2 separate regions of the Anser cygnoides genome follow, and region 1 is linked to region 2. The links are chromatin contacts, called in public Hi-C maps. All regions are on one chromosome and are shown on one strand. The core of a region is the stretch at or near the end of the contact, and the rest is flanking DNA. Distances in the headings are between cores, read along the strand shown. Region 1 holds the start of KDM3A (lysine demethylase 3A). Region 2 holds the start of THNSL2 (threonine synthase like 2).

Evidence for each region. A called contact is a pair of places that touch in the nucleus more often than the background predicts.
Region 1: a Hi-C map of liver shows a contact between it and region 2, with 7 times the contacts expected there. The contact joins the promoter of KDM3A here to the promoter of THNSL2 in region 2. A contact is called at or near these places in 2 of 7 Hi-C or Micro-C datasets (both in liver).

What each region holds. Positions count from the first base shown.
Region 1 is chr4:6,188,076-6,193,021 of Taihu_goose_T2T_genome, reverse strand. KDM3A (lysine demethylase 3A) reads left to right here and starts at 2,180. Exons shown (of 25, transcript XM_013177845.3): 1 at 2,180-2,604. The coding sequence starts at 2,434.
Region 2 is chr4:5,983,301-5,988,308 of Taihu_goose_T2T_genome, reverse strand. It overlaps THNSL2 (threonine synthase like 2), which reads left to right and starts at 3,637. Exons shown (of 9, transcript XM_048081105.2): 1 at 3,637-3,766.

The sequences.
Region 1 (4,946 bases), core at 931-3,430, 210 kb before region 2:
ACTGGTATGCTACCAACAGTTAGGTCTATTGTATCAGCTAATACTGTTTCTTTATTGCCTAACACTTCTCTTCCTGTATTAATCAGCTACCCTTTGAGGCCAAGTGTTTTCCATGCATAAAAACTAAGGGCTTTAAATAAGGAGGGTATACAATACACACTGTAGGATGTACAATACATTGTGTACAACTGCTGTTACAATAGCAAAACAAGTAATTTGGTAGTTTCAAATACAGTTTGCTTTATACAGTATCTCATCGCAAGTTCCATGTTGTAGGCCTGGTCTATATGCTAAATATTTAAATCTGAGAAGCAAACTTACCCATTCTTCCTTTTCATGGCTGTTAACGAGTATTTCTCCAGGCTTTGTGTGGTTGCTCATATATTAGATTCGTTTTCTACTATCCACTTTTGTTTATTTTCCCTGCTGAAAATGCTGCACAGTGCCAAGTTCATCTCACTGCTAGGAATCACTGAAGAAGTCTTAAAGTTACCGGGGTATTTGGGCTGCCTGATCCCCAGTGCGAAGGACAGGAATTCCCTCATCATGGTGAGCAAGGAATTTTTGTGCCATACGTGAGAGTGTTTGAATGTAGTAGTTAAGCGTCCAATGCAGAATCCTACAGCAAACTGGTGGGAAAAGCTTTTAAATGTAGAGAGCTGGGGGTCGGCCTCTTCTCACAGATAACCAGTGATAGGACTAGAGGGAATGGCCTCAAGTTGTGCCAGGGGAGGTTCAGGTTGGAAATGAGGAGACATTTCTTCTCAGAAAGAGCAGTCAGGCGTTGGGACGGGTTGCCCAGGGAGGTGGCGGCGTCACCGTCCCTGGGGGTGTTCGAGGAAAGGTTGGTCCTGGTGCTTGGGGACATGGGTTAGTGGTGACATTGGTGGTTGGACCAGATGATCTTGAAGGTCTTTTCCCACCTTAGTGATTCTGTGAAAACACTTAGCACAAGTAGTGCTACGTTCTTGAGAAAATGGTGGAAGAGATCTGACCATGGCAGGAGCATCCAACCTGTCTGCAGCAGAGCTGGTGGGTGTTCGGGGCCAGGTAAGTTCCTGGTCATGGGAGGAACCAGCAGAAAACATGAGGTAAATGCTCTCTGCTTTCCCCGAGCAGGATGACTCAATAGCTTCTTTGCCTTAGGTACTTCATTTTTGTTCTTCTTCCTCCCACGTCATCATTTAGGAAAGTCTTGTGGTAAAAGATGAGTGCTGTGTCTTGCTAGGTTACTTCACGACACAACCAGCTTGCTTGTCACCATTTTATCAGTTGAACTTCTTGGTTTCATGACCTCTGCCACAGCCTTTCACAACAGCATGGAGGTCCACCATGAAAGGAACAGAGGATGTGAGGTGACAGAACCCATTAGCTTTTAAACATGGCTACATAAACCACACGAAAAGCTCTCCACACCCTTAAGGAACCTCTAGAAGACTTAATTTCCCCCCCTGAACGTGCTCCTGCCGCCCACGAGCCCCCTTTCCCCATTCCACCCAGCCCCAAACCACCACACAAGATGGCGGCCACGAGGCGCCCCCGCCCGCCCTTGGGCCGCAGCGCGCATGCGTAGGAGCGGCCGGTGGGCAGGTGGCGGTGCCCCGCGCCCTGTGCGCATGCGCAGCAGGCGTCCCGCAGCGCCCCCGCAGGTGCACCTTGCCACCGCGCGCATGCGCACGACCGCCCGCCAGGTGCCCCCTCCCCCCGTGCTATATCTGAGTACGCCGCGGATCGCACGTATAAGGGGCCGCAGCACGCCCCTCAGCCTGCCACGGATCCTTCCGCCGGCTCCAAAAAAGGCACTTGTGGGTTAAAGCTCGGCTCGGCTGCCGCACCGATAGAAGCGCTGCGGCGCGGAACGGCCTCAAGTGTGCCGGTTTTCCCTCTGGGCCCCACCCGAGCCCCTCCGCGGAGGCGGTTGTCCGGGGGGACTCTTTGCGGAGGGATACCATTCCTCCACACACATCGAGGAGACCGTTTGGGGGCGGGGCCGGCGAGCCGCGGGCGCCGCCCCTCCGCACCAATCGCAGCGGGAGGCTCCGCGACGGGCAGCCAATGGGCGCGGCGGGCGGCGCGGCGGGGGCGGGGCTAAGGAGCGGCGGCGGCGGCGGCGGCTGAGGGGGAGCGGCGCGATCGCGCTCGGCGCTGTGTGGAGGCCGCGGGGGGGCGGGGAGGGGGGGGGGAGGCGAGGCTGAGGGGAGGAAGCGGGCGAGGCTCGGCTGAGGGGCGCTCGGCGGGGAGCCCGGCCGCCTCCTTCCCCGTTCGGGGGGCTCCTGAGGGGAGAGGCAGGAACAAAGAGGCCGCGGGGGCCTCCGCTTTGAGGGGGGGGGGGTCCCTCCGCTCTGCTTAATTAACGAGGGGGGGGCTGCGAGGAGGAAGGGGGAGGCCGCCGCCTCCGTTTCTTCGGCCCCATCCTCCCCCCCATGAGTTAAGATGGTGCTGAGGCTGGAGGGCAGCTGGTCGCTGCTGGTGGGCAAGCGCTTCCTCAGCCTGCTCGGCGACGACGACGGGCCCTGGGACACGGAGCGCGTGGCGGAATGGCCCTGGAAGGCGGGCAGGATCCGCGCCGTCTCGCACACCGACATATCCAAGCCTGACCTTAAGGTAATGGGGAGCCGGCCCAGAGGCCTTCGGGAGGCCGGGCTGCTCGCCTCGCCGCCTGGAGACCCGCTGCGTGCCTCTGGGTACGAGGCACGCGGGGTGTCGCAGCCCGTAAACACCCCCTGCTTTTGGGGGGAGAGGTCGCTGGAAGAAGGAGAAGACCTGACCCAGGGAGCCCCCTGCCCAGCTGGCACGCCGGCAGACATGTGCGCCCCCGGCTAAAGTCCCCGAGGTGCTCGCGCTGTTGCCGGAAACGGCCCCAAACTAATTGGAGACGGGTTGCGTTCCGCCAGCGCTTTCAGAACTTTTTGTTGTAACCCATTTGCAGAGATTTTCTGTTTGCGTGTTTCCCAAGTATGGTTGGAGACCTTGTTTGTAAACAGTTTTCTTCCCCGGAGCTGCTTATGGAACTGAAATGCTCCTTGTTGGAGTGGTGGCTCTCCTTTCTTCTTCTTTGGAGAAGGCGATAAGGAACAAATGTTTCTGTTGTCTTCAATCAGTGCCGCAGACGTAGCAAATGTGTGTGTGGGGTTGGAGGCTCCTCAGGCTCTTCTCGTGTGGTGGCTGTGTCTTAATGACGGTTACTGGTGGGCTTCTTGTGTGCACCATCAATTATTGCAGGCTTGGTGTAATTCATTAACTGTATGTTCTGGGGGGAAATCGGAGACTGACAGAAGCTCGTAAGCACCTCTTTAGGAACTGTAGCCAGGAAAGCTATCCAAGCACGTCTAAAAGTATTTTTAGGATATAAAGTATTTGCTGAGGCCAAAACTCCATTACAGTAACAGAATCTTGGTACTCCCGTTTGTTTCTGCAGGGGATCTGGGCAGGCTGTCCTGTGACACCAGGTCTTCCCATTAAAATTGTTTCCCTTTTTTTTTTTTTATTAACGGGGAGAGTTTTGTGACCCCTGGTTAACCGAGGAAGCACCTTTCTGAACAAGAAGGCGGCTCAGCTTTACATTTATTTCTTGAGCGTGCAAACTTTGGGGTGTGTTGTGGAGAGTCCCGAGTTGTTGGAGGCTGAGCTTCTTGTCCCATGCGAGTACCTGGGGTGGAGCTTGCCCCACGGGGCCGTGCCCATCCCTTGCTTGGTGTGTGGAGGAAGATGTTGTTGCAGATAACTTCTTCGGGGCCTTCTCTGGGACTAAAAGGGAGAAGGAGCAGGTGCTCTCAGGGACTTCAGTGCTCTGCTGTGTGCCTTGTAGCTGGTTACGGTGCCGCCAGAAGCGATTACCTTCGTGCGTTCTCTGGTAAAAGTGTAGAAGTTGTGAAGCAGACAATCGAGGCGTAATGAACTTCTCGTACCAAAATACGTGCTACCTCCTTTCCTCTGTCGCAAGGAAGAGGAATGTCTAGGAATGCCCGAAATAGTGATGGATTGAAAAAAGCATCCAGAAGAGTAGAAATCCTTAATCTTTCCCACCTTGCTTCTCATAGAATGTCAGGAGCGAGCTACAGAAACGAACGACTGCTAGCGATGTTGGAAAGCCTTTTCTCAACCCTATTTTCCTGTTTGTGCAGTGTTGATACTCCAACCAGAACAAGCCATTCTGGTTCTGGTAGTTGTGCTGTTTGCTTATCTCTTTCACCGTTTCCGTGAACTTCAGAATGACTAAATTCGGTTCTGCACCCGTCAGGTCTGCGGTTCCTGCCTGCGATAACGCCACTCGGCGTGCGTGCTCTTCCTTGCCTCTCCCCTCGCAGGGAAGCTGAACACAAGGGGAAGTTTCTAAGATTCGCTCAATTAAGGCTTCTCCACTTGTAGGGTAAATGAGTTAGGTGCTATATTTAGGACAGTGATATTTTATGGGAAGGAGGAGAGATCTCTGAAGGTGTCGTTCTCTACTGAGTTATTTAAATCCCTGTAGTCAGGCAGGGTTTTATGTGTGTTTTTTTCCCAATCTTTTGATCATCTCTATGTTGCTTATCAAAGAATGGCAATGCCACCTCAAAGAAATTGGCCGAGAAAACATGTTTTCATCACACAGTGACAACTGCTTTCCTCTTGAAAAGTTTGTGTACGTGCTTCAGAGATTTGTAGAGACGAATACCAATTAAAAGCAGGCAGGAAGTGACCACGCTATATAATTTCACCTCCTTTACTGGCTTACTCTCACTTGGGCTTCCAATAAAATAACTGAAGTTATTCTTTGGGACTCTTATTCTGAAAATATTTCTGGAAAAACAAGTCATCAGACAGCCTCAATTTAGTGGAAAATGCATGTGCTACTGTACCGCGTGGTCCTTTAAAGGTTGTTTTTGCTTGTTTGCTTTTTTCCCCTGACTGTAAACACTGGTGGGCCAACTAACCCAGTTAACTGGCCTTGATCAATAGAGGGCTTT
Region 2 (5,008 bases), core at 2,388-4,887:
GTAGACACGCAAGCGCCAGTTCGAATTGCTTTAGATTAGATATGCCAGTATCAGAGCCTCGATAAGACTGCCGAAAGCGGCAGCTTGTACAGAGCGCTGCAGCTTGATAACACTTTCTATTAATGCCGAAATTCAGTGAAGGGCAGCCCCTGTCATCAGCCGTGTCCCTTTAGGACAAAGGTCCCAAAGGGAGCAAAGTCCCTGTATTGCTTCTCCAGGGACAAGGCGGAGATCTCCATGATAACATGAAACCTATCACTGCCTCACCTCGGCTTGCCAATGATCCCCCGGGTAGCGGAGCGCCCAGAAGAGCTGGCTGTGGCTGTTGGTACCCATGGTGGGACAAGGCTGTCCTTCATCCCACCACCCAGTTTAGAGAGTCGAGGAACAGGGTCTGAAAATGGCGTCATTGCTCATGGAGATAGTTTGTGCTAGGGCAGGGAAAGAAAATGTTGGGAGAGAAATGGAGCCATTCACCATTATGTGTTTGAGTGAGGATGGTCTGGAAGAGCCCCTCAGGGCAGTGAATATTCAACCCATGCAAATGCATTTCATCTCGTCCCATCACACATCTGCAGTGCAGGTATCTCCATCTGGTCTGGGGGCATGAAGAGCCCCTGAGACACAGCGGGGATAAGCGAACCTTTGTCTGACCAAGTGGAGACTTGCACGTTGGGATGAGAAGAGTGGCGGTAACAGAGTGCCTCCAGGCCGTCAGGTGAAATCCATCCCGGAGGGACACCCGGTTGTCACTCTGAGACAGTGCTCACCCCTCCAGCTGGCCTTGATCCTGATTTATTAAACACGGTGGCTCACTTAATGAGTGCTCACAGTGGATGGCAGCAATTAGTCAAGGAGAGCTTCTCAGGCCCATACGGGCACGAGTGCCGAGGCACCACACTGCTGTGAGGAGGGCAGAGCGAGAGGCTGAGTGCGGCCTGAGAGCATCCAAACGTGCAGCAGGTTCACGGCCAGGGAGGCACTCCATGGGAAATGACCACGGTGCCAGCGAGCCCAGAGCTGTGGACAAAGTCCAGAATTGCCACCGTGCACGTCCTGCTTGGTGCTTCTGCCACATTTACGATGCTCAAAGCACCTCTGTAAGCACAGGTATCTCTGCTTTATACACGATGAAGTGCCCAGAGACTGAGTGACTTTCCCAAAGGAAAGCTGATAAAGAAAACGTGCTGTAACTGTGTGGCTACTGCAGCATCTTCCTCCTCCTCCTCCTTGTTCATCTTCCTGCCTGGCTGGCAGTGACAGAACCCACATCCCGTGTGACTGCAGATTTGGAGATAAAATTTGGCCCTATTAATGCGATCTTGGCAGAGCAGGACCGGATTGCACAACCTCCTGGAGAAAGGCAAGGGTGTGTTTGGTGTCTCACCGAGGGAGTGAGCATTGCACAATCCCATCCTCACACTCCCTTTCTGCTCTGTCCTTACGAGTGGGTCCTGCACTTTGGTCTCTAAGACCCAAACCACAACACAGATGTCCTTGAGCCCGTTGTGAGACACCTCACAGCAGGAAAGAGTCACACCTAGCCCTGGCGAAAGGGCTGACATGCTGGCTGCTCTTGGCACTGCGAAATCACCACGGGTCGGGGTGGAAAACTGCGTGTGTGTGTACACAGTTGTGCGCAGGGACAGGTGGCCCACATGGAAGTCCTACCTCATGTCAGCTGAGATGCCTACAATTCATGTCGGATTTAGAAAGAGGGGAGAAAAGCCAAGTTTACCGGAATAGAAGTGCAGCTCCTAGCACTTTGATTCACTTGCAGTTGTACATTTCTGCCTTGTACCTCCTTGAGGTGAAGCTTGAAGATATGAGTCGGGGTGCATGCTTGCCCGTGCAGCTGCAGATGCTCTCTGCAACCCTCCTAGCCCCCTTCCTGCTACGGATCCCAAACCTCACCAATATGTGAGGTTCGGGCCCGCCACCTCTGAGAAAGGCAAAAATTAAATGTTTTGATTTCTGGCCCAAACCTTACAGGTTCTACCCCAAAACTCCCTGTTTCCTCTGTAAAAACTCAAACTTCTGTGCCTGAGAGGGGAGGGGATGCATGGCTTCTTCACCTACCTCCAGTGACAGGCTTACACATTTTTTCCCTACAGGGATGTACTCCGGTAGGAAATGGCATTGCAAAACCTCAAACATCCTTATCAGCCATTTGCTGGACCTGCCCAGAATTGCTTGGGCTGTTTATAGATATGAAAGCTTTTTTTGCGTATGCAGTTTGCAGACATCAGCCAGCTCACGGGCAGAGACAGGACTAGGAGAGAAAGGCATTTTTGTGGCGTTGAGGCCATCTTTGTGCTTTATGATTAAACGTGGCACCTTCTAGTCCTGGTTGTGAGTTGGGGTCTTTTGACGTGCCCCTTTCTGAGTTTCTGCCAGGCTGTAGGCTGCAGGGACCCCCAGAGAAGAGAGACTGTGCTGGAAGAAGGGTGAACATAGAATCATATTTACGAAAAGGGATAAACCCCCAGGACACTCAGGGAGAAGATGGCGTGAAGATGAAGAACACCTTTCCCACCACAGAATCATTTAGGACAGAAAAGACCCCTAAGATCACCAAATCCAACTGAAAACTGCGACGAGTTGCTGCATTTGCTCAGGCCACCCAGCTCCGTAACCCGGCCTCCTGCCAAAGGACATCTCCTGTGCCTCCCCTTCCTCAGCTCTACAAAACAGGGCTCTTCGGAGCCGTGTTTCTTGCTGCTGCCTGAAACTGCGGCTGAGCACCGTGGCCTGGGTGCAGTGAAGGCGAAATGCCCTGTGTGAGGTGTGAGAGTGACTGCAACCAGGGCAAGGCTGCCTTTGTGCATCTCCTCCCTGGACGCAAGGCGTTGCCGCCATCTAGTGATAGAGGATTCATCGGTGGCTGGCGGAACCTGGGGTCTGCAGCTCTCCCGGGCCTGGGGATGCTTTGGTGGAGGTATAGAAAGGGCACCCAAACCCAGCTTCTCACTGCTACATATGCCTTTCTGTTTTCTTACTCTTTGCTACGCTTCAGGATGCCTTTCGTGGGTAGAGAGGTTGAGGAAATCCAACCTGGACGGATGGAAACTGATGGAAACTGTTAAAAAAAGCTGGAAAAGTGACACAGTAGCTTTGGTTAGTGTTTGCAAACACAGCTGATTTCTGATAGGCAAGTCCAAAGAGCAACTGAGCACCCATCAACTCCTCAGGAACATACAAGGTCCAAAGTGGAAGTGCACATCCAAGCAGAAACACGGAGGCACTGGGCAGTACCAGGTTAATCAAAGGCTGTTACATCTTCCAGATCTTGGGTCTGCTACCGCAGCTGACAAGGAAATGATAATTCCAAAAATGAAAGCACGGAGATTGCAGGGCAGGGCATGGGAAAAGCCCTCCCGAGAAATGGCACGGCCCACGTGCTCCTTGTGCTCACCTCTGGCCGCCACATAAGCAGTACTTAGCTCATCCCCAGCTGCAGCAGTAGCAAATGCTGACATCCGCCACGGCATTAACCCATGACCTCGTTAGCAAGAGCTATCACCACTGACAGGCACGGGGCGTAGTTAAAGCTGCATCAGCAGCCTTGAGACTATTTATTTACAAGCACAGAGCAGCAGGTATCCAGTTTTTTTTTTATTATTATTATTTTTTATATTTTTTTTTCAGGGGTCCTGTATGTGCTACATTGTAAGCTCTTCACTTGAAAAAAAAATACTTTTAGATGAAGCAGTGAAATAATCTCATGCAGCTAATTCACACGTGAGAAGTCTTAGATATATATGAGGTAAATGCCTGGAGGTGCCAGTGGTGGGAGAGGTGAGGTGACCCTGCAGGGTCATGTCACTTGTGAAGATGATCATATACGCGTTGGTAATATTGAATTATGTTGGTAACAAAAATTATCAGCTTGTGTGGGTTTTCCTAGGGATTTGATCCTTCCCTTGTTCTGCTGAAGGTTCTGCTCAAACTGTGCTCTGCCTCTGCATGAACCCCAAATTCAGCACGCTCTCATGGCAGAAGGAAGAGATCAGGGCAGAAGAGACAAACCACGTACCCTGCAGCTCTCAGTGTTTTATTCATTTCTATCATTTTGCTGTCCTGCCCAGAAATGCTATTTATTTTTTATTTATTATTTTGTGCGTGTGTGTGAGCTGCTGCTGAAACGTGATGGAGAAAAATACCCTTCCAGAGCAGGTAAACAAGGGATTAATAACTAACTGGAGCATGTATTAATAGATCACTTACCTTCTGAAAATACACAGGGCATTAAAAACTTATGGGACTGAAAACATCTATTGAGACCACTGTGGCACTGCGGGATTTGCCCTGCATGTCAGGGCCAGCTTGAGGTAAGTGGCCCGTGTCCCCAAAACAGGGTCCTCGGGTGACCCCAGGGCTTTTGGTGACTCCAGGAAGCACCAGGGACGGCCCTGGGGAGGTTTCACAACTGACTGAAGCCCGAGCTGTCCCTGGAGAGCAAGGTCCTGCCTTGCCAATTCCAGTCCCCCTGTGAACCGGCCTGGGATGGGGACAGACCCTGATCAAGGGGTTGGGAGCCCGTAACGTGAAACTCTTACGGTGAGGAGACGGGGGCAGCTTGGGTGATAGTTTGTATAATAAATTCAGGGATCTGTTGTTGGCTGGTCTCTGAGATGTGGTGAATTTGGAGACTACCAGCATTGCTCCGTCCCACTGGGTAGCCTCGCTCGCTGGTAGCCGGGCTGGTTGGAGCAGTGATGTGTTTTGGGTCGGTTTCTGGCACTTTGGAGGCAGCGTGTCCCTTCTGTCCCATGAGCTTTCTGACTCACAGCCGGTGGTAACCAGGCACCCTCTGCACCTTGCCTTACTGGGCTCCAGTCCCTGCACCTGCTGCAGCTGTGCATGCAGCCCCATACAGGCACTAACCGAGGAAAACCAGGCAAGGAAATCAAGTAAAAATCAAGAAAAGGGACGCACAGCCCTTCCCTGCCTCAGTTTCCCCACGGAGGGACGGCGCTGCTCCAAGTCACAGCCTCCCAGGGTGAAC